2 separate regions of the Gossypium arboreum genome follow, and region 2 is linked to region 1. Evidence: chromatin contacts called from public Hi-C data. All regions are on one chromosome and are shown on one strand. Each heading gives the region's core, a stretch centred on a gene start, on an enhancer-like site or on the middle of the called end of the contact. The rest is flanking DNA. Distances are from core to core; before and after follow the strand shown. Region 1 holds the start of LOC108472914 (protein NRT1/ PTR FAMILY 4.6-like). Region 2 holds the start of LOC108472638 (protein NRT1/ PTR FAMILY 3.1-like).

Region 1 (6,474 bases), core at 2,051-4,550:
AGTCTCAGTCTCACGATCAAAAGTATTCTTGGGATGGGCAATTTCTGTACAGGAAGGGAAAAATTATGGTGGTAAAAGATATACAATTGCGATAAGATCTGTTTTATCATTTTCATGCTAGATGTGACCAGGAAACGTTTGTTCAGCTTGCTTTATTGGAAGGGTCTCACGTCAGATGTTAAAAAATGGGTTAGGGAGTGTGTGCCTTGTCAAAGTGCAAAAGTGAGTCAGTGGCATATCCTAGTCTTCTTCAGCCACTACTTATACCTAACAAAGCTTGGTCAATGGTTAGCTTGGATTTCATTGAAGGATTGCCCAATTCCAACAAGAAAAACTCTATTCTAGTTATGGTGGATCGTTTGACTAAGTATGGTCATTTTGTGGCTTTATCCCATCCGTATACAGCTAAGGATGTAACACAGAAGTATTTGACCCATATTTACAAACTGCATGGCATGCCCGATTTAATCATATCGGACAGAGACAAAATTTTTGTCAGTCATTTTTGGCAAGAATTATTTCGAAGGGTGGGTACCAAACTCCTTTTGTCCACAGCCTACCATCCTCAAACTGATGGGCAGACAGAGGTGTTGAACCGATGCCTTGAAAATTATTTGAGGTGCATGACTAGCGAAACACCTGCTCACTGGTCCTATTGGTTACCTATTGCTGAGTGGTAGTATAATTCATCCTTTCATTCATCCATCTAGCTTACTCTATATGAAGCCTTATATGGCCAGTCGCCACCTACGCGCATGCCCTATTTAGCCAGGACTTCCTCAGTACTGGTGGTCGATAGAAGCCTACAATCTCGAGAGGCAGCGAGGAAACTATTGTAGTTCTATTTAAAGAGAGCTCAGATACGCATGAAGCTGTTTGCTGACAAACATTGTTTGGATAGAACTTTCCAAATAGGGGATTTAGTTTATTTGAGGCTGCAACCCTATAGGCAACAGACAGAAGAATTCTTAGTCAGAAACTATCTCCAAAGTTCTATGGACCTTTTCCTGTGATCCAAAAAGTGGGAGAGGTGGCATACACTCTTCAGTTACCACCGGGGTCTCGTATTCATCCCACTTTTCATGTCACTTAGCTGAAGAAACATGTAGGTGCATCATCTACTCAGGCTCATTTGTCATTGGTGGATATTCATGGAGTATTGCCAAAAGAACCAGTTCGGATTGTGGATAGAAGAATAGTCAAGAAAGGCAATATAGCTGTTACTGAAGTCTTAGTGGAATAGGCTAACTCTTTTCCAAAAGATGCGTCATGGGAGTCTCTCGACCTGCTTCAAACCAAATTTCCTCATTTTCATCCTTGAGGACAAGAATTTTTCCTAGGAAAGAAGTACTGATACGGGCTAGAAAACAAGGAGCAGAAAATAGAAGATAAAAGGAAAGAAGTTAGTTTAAACAGTTAACCTCATTTAATTAAAAGTAGAGTTTTGATCTTAAGTAAAACGGAGAGTTTTGATTCTAAGGTTAAAACAGTAAACGGGGCGCAGAACATTAGTGAAACGTTGCGTTTGGTTATAACAAAATTTTCCACGCTGTTCTTTTGTTATTTTCTCTTATTAAACATGAGTTGTATAGGGCAAGCAGTTATCAATATACAGATGAACATTTAGATTTCTCTCTTCTTCCTCGTTTTTCTTCTTCTCTCTCAATCTTCTTTTACTCTAAGTTTTTTCGCGCAACAAGGTGTCGTCGCCACTCGCTACCATCCTATGATGCCCCTGTAGCTCCTGTATTGCTTCCCTCAATCAGTCCTCAGCCTCAGGTAGTCGTCACTCTTCTCCGCGCTGTCTACCAACAACCACGCCGTGGAAATCAAGTTTTTAGAGAGAGTCGACATTTTAAATTCGATAATAATTGATAAGTTAGTTCTTTCTAATTAACTTTATTGTTGTAATAAAAACATTTTTTATTTCTCTCCCTGTTTGTCTTAATTTTCCTGTAAAATTTCAAAAAGAAAATGCTGCATGGTGATTTTTTTTACAAATGGCATTAATATCTAGAATTAAATGGGTAAGGTACTCAAACTGACTGAAAAAAAAATTGAAGTACCAAAAAATGGGTATAATATAGAGGGTAATATTTGAAATAAGCCTAACAAGAAAATGGATATGTAGTAGTATTTTTTACTCATGAGACCGCACATCCAATTTCTATCATCTTTTCATATCTTCAAGCATTATTGCACATAAGCTTGTCGGTAGGAGATTGGGAGCCATTAATATAATAATCCTCCATTGTATGGCTATTAGATTCTATCATGTCAAGCAATTAGCAATCGTCCAGCCGAAGTGATCTTATCACTACCCTTTGCTTCTTTTAACCACTGTTTTCAATTTGTTAACTGGGGATTCCATTCATTTGTGTAAACATTGGATTTTGGGTTTGGGGAAACAGTATTCATGATAATCACACGGCCACAAAAGACATTTTCATAAAGCTGCCGTATGTGTATATATATATATATATCCATGTCATCGTCATCCACTTGCTAAATTCCTGAGTGTACACGGACTAAAGAATATATTCTTTATCTTATAATTATATATAAATCAGAAAATTTTATTATAACAGTACTGGAAGGAGAAAGATATGGAAGATAATCAAAATGTCAAGTGAAAAATGAAACAAGATTAAAGATAAGTTTTATATTGTTGTTCTGATTCTGTAGTGGTGGAATCCGATTCTATAGTGGCTGCTTCTCGGTACACCAATACTCGATATCAACCTTGGCGCCCCTGGGAGATTCTTAAACCACTTAACCACTTGTGGTTGAACATGAAGACAGTGGTTTTTGTCAACGTTTGGCGCCACACCTCCTAAGGGGGCATTTATCGATCAGCTGCTCACTGTGTGTTGCTTCTTGCTGGTTTTGTTCTACTCCTCAAGGCGTGTACTGCTTTGTTGTTTCTATTTGCTAACTGAATTCATATTTTGTTGGAAGAAAAGACAAAAACAAATACTATCATTAGGCATCCGCGACGAAGGTTTTGGCTTTCGATGGTCAAAGAAAGAGAAAGGTACTTTTTTGTTTTTTTGGGTTCCTTTAATAATGGGTGGGGAGAATTTGATATATTTCTCTCCTAATCTTCCTCCTCTGAAGCATTTTTACTATAAGTTAGCAATCTTTAATACTATAAGTTAGCAATCTTTAATAAAAGAAACTTTGTTATTACAAAAATAAACTGTTCGTTAATATGATAATTTTCAAATAAAATAATAAAATGAAAGAATTCTTAGTATAAAACAAAAGGTTCCAAGGATGATGAGTCAAAAAGTAACTTATGTGAAGTGTGAAGACCATTCTCTCCTCCAAGTTGAAATGAAACCATCAAATGCTCTTCCCTTCCCCTCTCTTTAAATACCCCCACCACTCTCACCATGCTTTTCTACTCACACTCGAGATCAAATACCAACATAATTACCCAAGTTGAGAATAGGAGAGAGAAAAAACAATGGTGGGTTCCCCCCCCCCCCCGCCCTTTTAATTTTTTTATTTTGCTGCTCTTTTTATGTTGTCATCTCACTCATTATTCGTCCTCTCGTTGCTTCATTCAAAGTACAAACAACAGACAACAAACCTATGTTGCTTTCCTAGATACTATTACTAACTCGCCTTTTATTGTACAGGAAGGAGGATACCAGGATAATAGATGGGAAGGGTATGTGGATTGGAGGGGCAGACCTGCTTTAAGGGGCCAACATGGTTGCATGGTGGCTGCCTCCTTTGTCTTGGGTTAGTTACCTGATCTATTCCTTTTTGTTGCTTTTGACACAAATCAAGGGTGAGCTTCCGCTGTAGGCTTATTTTATAGGTTGGTTCCATCGCTTAGTTTAATGATAAATTTTGGCTGTACGTAGTTGTGGAAGTGCTGGAGAACCTGGCCTACTTGGCAAATAGTAGCAACCTGGTGCTGTATCTGTCAAAGCACATGCACTTATCTCCATCAAAATCGGCAAACTATGTCACCAATTTCATGGGGACAGCCTTCCTTCTGGCTCTGCTTGGGGGCTTCTTATCCGACACTTTCTTCACTACTTTTCACATCTACCTCATAAGCGCACTCATCCAATTCCTGGTACTCCATTTTCACACACTTATCTTTAGAACTCTCTATGTATTGTTTCATTATTGCACTTCATCCGCATTGTGGTTGTCATAAATAAAAGACACGGGCAAAAATCTGATAGTGTTCCCTCCCTGCGAGTTCGGTATAAACAAAAAAACCCAGTCCGCCTAGATACAACAACTAACGTGGCCTTAGTAAAAAATGTCAGTATATTTGTCCACTTTCTTTCGGATCCCAAAAGTAAACTAATTCTGAGATAATAAAACAGGGTCTGTTTCAATTCAACCTTCCATCACATATTGGAACTTCCAACAACAATCGGTTATGTTAACTATGCTTTCAAATGCCTCGTATTCCATTAAAGAAATTCCTTTTTTTCTTATCCATAAATTGGGAAGTGGGGCGAGTGGGTCCTGGAGTAGGCCAATGTTGGGGTATTAGTCATGGGACTTATCCTTACAAAGCCGACGCCTTGGGATTTTAGTTTAACGATAAGAGAGCTTTAGCTCTACACGTACCGCATGAGTGTCAAACAGTCGCTGGAGCTCCTACCCTATGTCGTACGTCTAATACACGGTAATTTTCAACTCTCATCCACCAATCACTGTACAGTATGTGGCTGGAGAAAGAGACGAATCCGAAGAAAATACTGGGAAAACCAAATCCATTTAATAATGGGTGCGTAGCTTTCTTCGAATGAAAAAGGGAAATGAAGCAAAGGTTGCTCATTTCATTTTAGGCAGGCTCATGAACCACGTGGGCGGCCATTGATAGAGCCCAAGCGAAACTTGAAAGTCTATTTAACTGAGAATCATGCTCACCCTGCACAATTCAATATAACAAAGCCATGTCGTCAACAACCCGGTTTCTTTACAGCAACATATCATTGAAATCTTCGCAGTGCAATCCTTGTGTGGCTAACGCCACATAACGGAAAAACCAAATTGAACGGCCCAACAAGTTGGACCTTAATGCTATCGGCTTTTCGGTTTAGTATGTGGAAATCAATCATATAGGGAACTGACGAATCAGTTTGATCCAGGCGTACTCATCTCCTCTTCCCTATCTATTGTACTCATCTCCTCTTCCCTATCTATTATACAACCTTGGATGCTGTGTATGTATGGATTTCGGACTTGAAAGTCTTTCTTATGTTTGAAAACTGCATGAAACCGAGTTTACCTAGCTGTATAAGGAATTGAATGCAAGCTTCATTTCTTCCCATGAATGCCTTAAAAGAGATACAAAGGAAAGAGAAAGGAATGCTTATTATGAATCAAAGTTATTCAAATTAATTGCTGGGGGACTTCTAAAGTCTACACACTTGCTAATTGAGCAGGCATGCCTAACCAATTGTGGTCCTTGAAACAGGGGTCGGTCATTCTTGCAATGCAAGCTCGGACTGCTTCCCTAAAGCCACGAGAATGTAGTCCATCAACCCCCTCCATTCCATGCCATGAAGTTGGAGGTGGGAAAGCAGTAATGCTGTTCACTGGCCTCTATCTTGTGGCGCTTGGTGTTGGAGGGATAAAGGGTTCCTTACCAACACATGGCGCTGAGCAGTTTGATGCCAACACCCCACAGGGAAGGAAGCAAAGATCCACCTTCTTCAACTACTTTGTATTCTGTCTCTCATTCGGTGCACTCATAGCCGTCACATTTGTTGTGTGGGTTGAAGATAATATGGGATGGAAGTGGGGTTTTTCCATCTCTACAATTGCAGTATTGTTGTCAATCGCAATCTTCCTTGCTGGTTCGGCTGTTTACAGGAACAAAATACCCTTTGGCAGCCCTCTTACAACCATTGGCAAGGTAAAAGCTACTTCAATTATCAGACCCCACCTTGATGCCATTCCTGTAATGAAGAAATAAGTTTTGTTTTTTGCTTTACTTTTGCTTTACTTGAACAGGTTTTGATTGCTGCTATGCTGAACAGTTGCATGAGCAAAAATCCAAAAAATGCCATTGCGAACCTGACAACGAGCCCTTCTTATCGAACTGAAACCAGCAAGGAAGGAGACCACCAAATCCCAACTGAAAGCCTCAAAGTCCTAAACAGAGCAGCGGTGAACAAGCCAGCTTACCCAGCACTTGAATGCTCAGTGCAGCAAGTAGAGGAAGTCAAGATCGTGCTTAAAATCTTTCCCATATTTGCTTGCACCATTGTTCTCAATTGCTGCCTAGCTCAGCTCTCAACTTTTTCAGTTGAGCAGGCAGCAACCATGAACACTAAGCTTGGTTCATTGAAAATTCCTCCAGCTTCCCTACCAGTCTTTCCCGTGGTCTTCATCATGATCCTAGCCCCGCTTTACGATCACTTCATTATCCCATTTGCTCGGAGAGTAACTAAAACTGAGATGGGCATCACTCATTTGCAACGAATTGGGATT
Region 2 (6,672 bases), core at 1,241-3,740, 540 kb before region 1:
TCCCCTCATTCAAGTTTCTATTAGGAAGCCAGTCGGAATACTTGTGGACTAGCGTAACCAAAAGTGTGCTTGTGTAGTCCCCAACGGATATGGATGTCCAGAACAAAGCAGTGGCGGTGCTCCTCATGCTCTCGGGAGCTTGGTTATAGAAAAATTCGAGGTGGCCAATTACCATGAACGCCTCGGCAATGCCATGAAGGCTATACTGCGGAACAAGCCAAAATACTGAGATGGGAATTGTAGATTCGGGGCTGTCAATTAGGCCACTAGCCGAGGCTGCATGCTTTCTCTTCACTTCAACGAATCCAGCGACCATAGTTGCTATTATTGCGATGAAAAAGCCAATGGCCATCCGCTGCAAAAAGTTTATGCCCCGTTCAAGGCCTGTGATCCTCCGTGCAACACGAACCAATAGGCGATCATATAAGACTATAGTGACGAGCATTGATAACATGCCGAAGACAGACATGGAAGCAGAGGGAATTACAAAAGACTTGGTCAGGTGTCTTTCCATTGTGTTGGCTTGTTGCAATGAAAATGTGTTCTGTTGAGCACTGGATGTGGCAAATAGAATACCAGCTGCCCAAATTGGTAGCATCCTCAATATAGATTTTAGTTCTTCAACTCTATGGACGGTGTTGAGTATCCAGAAATTGGGTTTTTCTGATGACTTGAGACTATCTTCTTCAGTGACAATGGCAGCATTATCCAGAAATCTACACAGGTGGATTAGTCAGTTAGAATAGAAGTACGAGTTTAGATTTTCAATAGAAACTGAATAAATTTAAATCATATGATATGAAATCAGGGCAGGCAAGTGGCAACTTACTTGAGTTGCTTTGTATGGTGAAGCAGACCGTCTGTGGAAATGGATGCATCGAGCTCCTCGTTGACATACAAAAACTTTGGATCAGAAATCAAGGGAATCTTTCTCTTCCTAAAAGCGGCAACAGAGACCTGTAAGACACGAGTATAGGGACTTCCGGCAGGATCCAGATTTCGGTAAAGAGGGTAACCAATGAGGAATACAATTATGGACAAAGCCATGGCTAAGGTAGGAATTCCAAGACCCCAGCTCCATCCTACATTGTCTTGAATATACACAAGCACCGTTGATGCCAGTAATATTGAGGCTCCCAATGCAAAGTAATACCAATTAAAGAAGACCCACGTTTTCTTAGGCTGCGTAGGATCCTCCTCAACGAATTGCTCTGCGCCAAACGCCGCCACGCATGGCCGGATCCCGCCTGATCCTAAGGCTGCGAATAGAAGAGACAGGTAGAGAACAGCCGTTTGACTCCCATTGGCTTCTTGGCAAACTTGGTCACCTGCACATGGCGGTGGCCGTAGCTGTGGCAGTGCTGCTGAGAGTGTTAGGACTATCATTCCCTGTTCACATCATCAGATCAGATGAGATCAGATTGTAGTTTTTTTAACAGACAAGAGACCGTCAATCTAATTAATTTTTCTTTTATGGAAAATCAGTCTAATTAATTTAGTCAATATTAGACCCTTGCTTTTTTTACTAAAAAGAGAGATTGAATCATTTCTTGGAAAGTTCCGACTATATAAGTAAACTGTAAAATTGATGCTTCTTGTCCTCCAACTACGCACACAGGTAGGTAAATCGAAAACCCTTAGTATTCAGAACGGAAAATCTCTATGGAAAAAGGCAACCATTCATACTGCTAGGTATATGGCCGTTGCGATGGTGATGGTCCAAAATTTTCCAGCATAGGAATCAGCAATGAAAGCCCCAAGCAATGGCGTCAAGCTCGAGGTACCATTGAAGTTGGTCACGGTGTTGGCTGCTTTTGTTAAGGGCATATGAAGCTGCTGTGTCAAGTAGTTAACCATGTTTTTACTGAATCCCACCATTGCCAATTTCTCGCATATCTCGTTTACTGGAACATACACGATGAAGCAATTAGCCATACGAGAAATAAATAAATAAATAAATAAATAAATAATCTAGGATTCCAACAGTTGTCAAAAAGCTTACCTAAGATGAAGGGCATCGTCTTAATTCCACCCTTTTCGTTATTATTGACAAATGCCTTGCTCTGCTTATCATCGGCATTTCCGGAAGTAGCAAAGCTGTCTTTGTTTTCCGGAGTTGCAGTCGCCATGCTGTGGTTTTCCATAAAAATCAGCTAGCAAGCTCAATGTTTTGAAGGCTGCCCTACTTCTCCAATGCGAAATTTGATACCATAAATGCGATTGGCCCTTGAGCGTGAACTTTAGTCAGAAGGGTGAAGAAAAGAAAACAGAAACTTAACTTGTAAAGGTCAAACAAAGCAGCAACAGAAACAAGAGACTCTTTCTTCGAGACTAACCTTGCCTTCCTTGGACTAAAGCTTATATAGTAGACACTTTTTGTCTTTGTTCTCTTGTGTTCACTTTGCATTATTTGGATGGGAGAATGACTCACTCACGAAACTGCACACTTGATATCATGTTTGAGAAATGAGCAAATGACGGTCGATTTAGGGTCTATTAATTATCGAAACGTATAATTTTGTTTTTATTTTATTTTATAAATCCATAAAAACAAGGAGAGTGGCAGGGACGGAAAAAATTCATTTCAAACTTTTAAATTTTTTAAAATTTTAAATTAATAAAAATAAAATTATATTTTGACCTAATTTAAAAGTGATAAAATTTAATTTAATTTTTAAAATTATAAAAATATAAACTATTTAAAGTGTCATAAAAATTAAAATTTAATTTTGATTTCTAAAAGTTTTTCTACCTACACATTGGATAATGAGAATTTTTGAATTTTAATATTACAGCCATTCAATTACAGTTCACAACAATTCCACGTTGGTTGCCTTATTGATAATTAGATAGCCTTGTTAAGTTCACAAGATTTTCTTTCCTTTCAAAAAGAAGAACAAGACTTTCTTCTCTTTTTCCTTTTTTGTTATACCCTTAATAATATCCTTATGTGTATAAATATTTATCTAATTAAACGATGAATCCAAAATAAAAAGTCATTTATTGAGTCAAGTTGTTTAATAAAAATTGATAGCCAAATAGGAAACTGGAGAATCTAGTTGTATTTATTCATATTTAAAAAAAATCAATTTATGTAAGAGGTTTTAACTGGTGAAATGCTAGCTCAACATATGGGGTAATATATAAATAAATAAATTTATAATTGCAGGGAGAGTCCAAAAATCTGAAAACCATAAATTTTCTCATCTAATTCTGTGTCCAATTTTGAAAATAAATTAAGGGCCGAAAGATGACATTGCTTTAGCAGGTTTCGGTTATGTCGGTGAAAATTGAGGTTTTAATCTTTTGAGAATTTTAGTTTTTAGTTGTAAGTTTTATAGTAAGTAAATTATATGAGGTGAGTTAATTATAACTGTAAATATGAAAATATATATAGAAAAATTTCAAACCATAATCAACGTATATATGCATAGACTACAATATATGTGGTAAGCAAAGCAAAAATTCAATAATAAGTAAATAGAAGAATGTTTTAGGCTTAATATAATATTTAATTCCTGAATTTGATTTTTTCTAATTTGGTACTTAAAATTTTGGTGTCTAATTTAGTATCTAAATATGACACTTTTTATTTTTGAGAGTCCAGTTTGGTACTTGAACTTGATTCTTTTTCCTAATTTAGTACCTTTTTTCCATTTGGTACTTGTAAACGTTTTACAAATTACTCCAATATATTAATAATATTATTTTTTATGAAGTAGCAAAATAATCAATACATGACCAACATGTAACAGATGATATGATATTTTTGTATTTTATATGTTCAATTACTTTTAGTTTTATTTACTTAATTAATTGTTTTACTAATTGAAAATAATGTATTTCTTTTAATTTGGGATTTTAAAATTATTTTTCTTATTTAATATTAATTCATTGAGCATAGCCCAATACCTTTTTTTAACATGAATTTCTTCTAATATTGACAATATTTTTGTAGCATAAAAAATTTAACACCGTTACTATTTTACGTAATTTGTATTACATTTAATAAATTTAAGTACCAAATTGAACCTAAAAAAAGCTTAAGTACTAAATTAAAAAAATGCTAAGTTTAGGTACCAAATTGGCCCAAAAAAAAGTTTAAGTACCAAATTAGGAAAAAGTGCCAAGTTCCAATACCAAATTGTGCCAAAAAAATTTTAAGTACCAAATTGAGCAAAAGTGTCAAGTTCAGTACCAAATGTTATATTAAGCCAATGTTTTAATTATTTACTTATAATGATAAGCAAAACAAAGTAAAATTCTATAATTATCAATTTACCATTTAAATTACTTTATAAAATTCATATTTATTATCATATTTCTTAAAATTTCTTGATTCATTTTATTGTAGTCAAATATATAAATGTTTCATAATAATGTTATACACGGCAATAAAATTTTGATGTTTATGTTCACTCTAATATTGTTAAAACAATTATGGAGAAATTGGAATAATGATTATTAACGAAAAATTGGACTCAAACTAATTAATGGTAATTAAGGAAAATTGGATTAATGATAATCGAGGGAAAAAAAAAAAAGAGAGAGAGAGAAGAAAAATCAGTATTCAACAATGCATAAGTGCCTATAAGTACCATTCTTGCACGATAAATGAACACATTCAACGGATGATTAAGTTAAATGTAGTATAAAGTGTTAAAAAAAAATTGGAAATTTGGCATCGAGGAGTGCCCACTTCCTACCCACCAAATTTGTAGGAGGTAAATTCTATATTTAGGTGTTGGCAATTTATTAAATCTTATATTTGGGTTATGTTGACTACTTGATGAATATATACCCCGTTAATGAATATTAAATGCTAGCGAATTCAAATAAAAAAAAATGCTAGCGAATTCAAATATTAGTAATTTATTTGGATCGAAATTTCTCAATGCAATCTCTTAGATTAAGAACTTTAGATTGGATCTTGATTCTGATGTTGAGCTGCTAATAGTCCATATTTATTGTGTATGATATTATTTCATTGAAAGTAACGTCATGAATTCATTTTCCTTATTTAATCAATATTGCTTATTGCAAAAGAAAATGGTATTGGCTTAGACACGAAAAAGGGGTCCTTACTCCATTTACACAAACAAACCAACTCAAAGTAATAACAATGAACGTCCATCACTCATGTGCAAACATATCATCTTTATAGAATGTGGATACTTACCATGAACAAAATTATAAACAAAGGCATTACACACACATATGGAAGTAAGAAGGAACTCACCAGAAAATGCAGCAAGTTTAAACAACAAGACATTTGCCCTTATCTCAAGAGCCTTCAGAAGTGTCTTAAACCATAATATAGATAGTTAAACTTATTAGATCACTATACCAAAAAACTAAACAAGCTTGTAGAAAACATTAGAAAAAAACTCAAAATCGGGAAGTTTTCTTCCTTACACTCTAAACTGACCCAAAAGCAGGCAACTTCAAGGTCACATAAATAACCATGAATATAGCCTAAAGTTCATCGATGTTTACTAAATGTTAAAACAATGAGGGAGTTGGCTGAGTACAACGAACCCAAATCTTCAAGCAAGCCTCAAGTCTTAGGTTTTCCAAGAGAAAAGGTGTAGAGAAAATTTGAGAAGAAAATATAAATGCAATAAAAAACGTAAAACTTGCTCAAGAAGCCAATACTAACTTTATACATATAAACATGGAAGGTAGGTTTAGTGGATAAGTCAGATTATCCCACTAAACCCCCTCGATTCCTGTGACTAAGCATTTTCTCTCTCATCATAAATGTGAGTCTTATCGACTACAGTAACTTAGTTCTCTTCTAACTAATTTTCATTTGTCTAACTAAATTGTTCAACAAAAATAATAATATAATAATGAAATAATAAATAGTTCTTTCAAACTAAGGACTTAACATAATCCTCTAACAACTGGGGTGGCGAGTACTCTATAAAAGAGATCACCAAACCAGCAAGCTCGCCAAACTCAAACTTTACCCAAAGGCGTATTCATGGAATTTATGTACTTAGCCAATCTAACACCTTACCCACTAAGAATTTACTCTAAATACCATACATCAACAACAATAACTGGATACTAGGAATTTGTCAGGCTGGAAGTCACAACTATCCCCAACTTAGGAAATTTGTTTCTAAAATTCATACCTGGAAATAACTGAGGATACTAATCTTTCATTAGGCTTTCTCTTTCCCAAGTAACTTCTTTAGTACTATGATTCCTCCATAACACTTAAACCAAGGGAATTTTTTTATTACCCAGCTACTTTACTTTCCTGGAAAGAATACAAATAGGTTCTTCTTCACATGACAGGTTTAGTTCAACCTCTAATTCCTCAATTTGTACAACATGATCAAGATTGGATTTATACCTTCTCAATATTGATACATGAAACACATTGTGGATCTTCGATAACTCAAGAGGTAAGGCCAACCTGTACACCACTAGTTCAACTCTCTCTAAAACTTCATAAGTGTAACACCTCTTACCCGAGTGCGACATTGGAATAGGATACAAGGTGTTACCGAACTTAAACACATACATATAAACATTTTTGGGTCATAAAATCTTGCTCAATTTTTAAAACTTTCAAACTTCCTCTTAACAACCCTAATATAGACCTACGAGGTCTAAAACACGATTTGGAAATCGTTCGAGGATAAACTAAACACTTTAGAA

Evidence for each region. Hi-C and Micro-C count contacts between places; a contact is called where the count stands out from the background.
Region 2: a contact with region 1 is called in a Hi-C map of leaf, with 2.8 times the contacts expected there. The contact joins the promoter of LOC108472638 here to the promoter of LOC108472914 in region 1. A contact is called at or near these places in 2 of 5 Hi-C or Micro-C datasets (both in leaf).

Annotation. Positions count from the first base shown.
Region 1 is chr3:56,748,345-56,754,818 of ASM2569848v2, reverse strand. It overlaps LOC108472914 (protein NRT1/ PTR FAMILY 4.6-like), which reads left to right and starts at 3,300. Exons shown (of 5, transcript XM_017774479.2): 1 at 3,300-3,472; 2 at 3,645-3,750; 3 at 3,876-4,093; 4 at 5,456-5,896; 5 at 5,995-6,474. The coding sequence starts at 3,470.
Region 2 is chr3:57,283,584-57,290,255 of ASM2569848v2, reverse strand. LOC108472638 (protein NRT1/ PTR FAMILY 3.1-like) reads right to left here and starts at 2,490. Exons shown (of 4, transcript XM_053025713.1): 1 at 2,003-2,490; 2 at 1,687-1,904; 3 at 830-1,389; 4 at 1-716. The coding sequence starts at 2,144.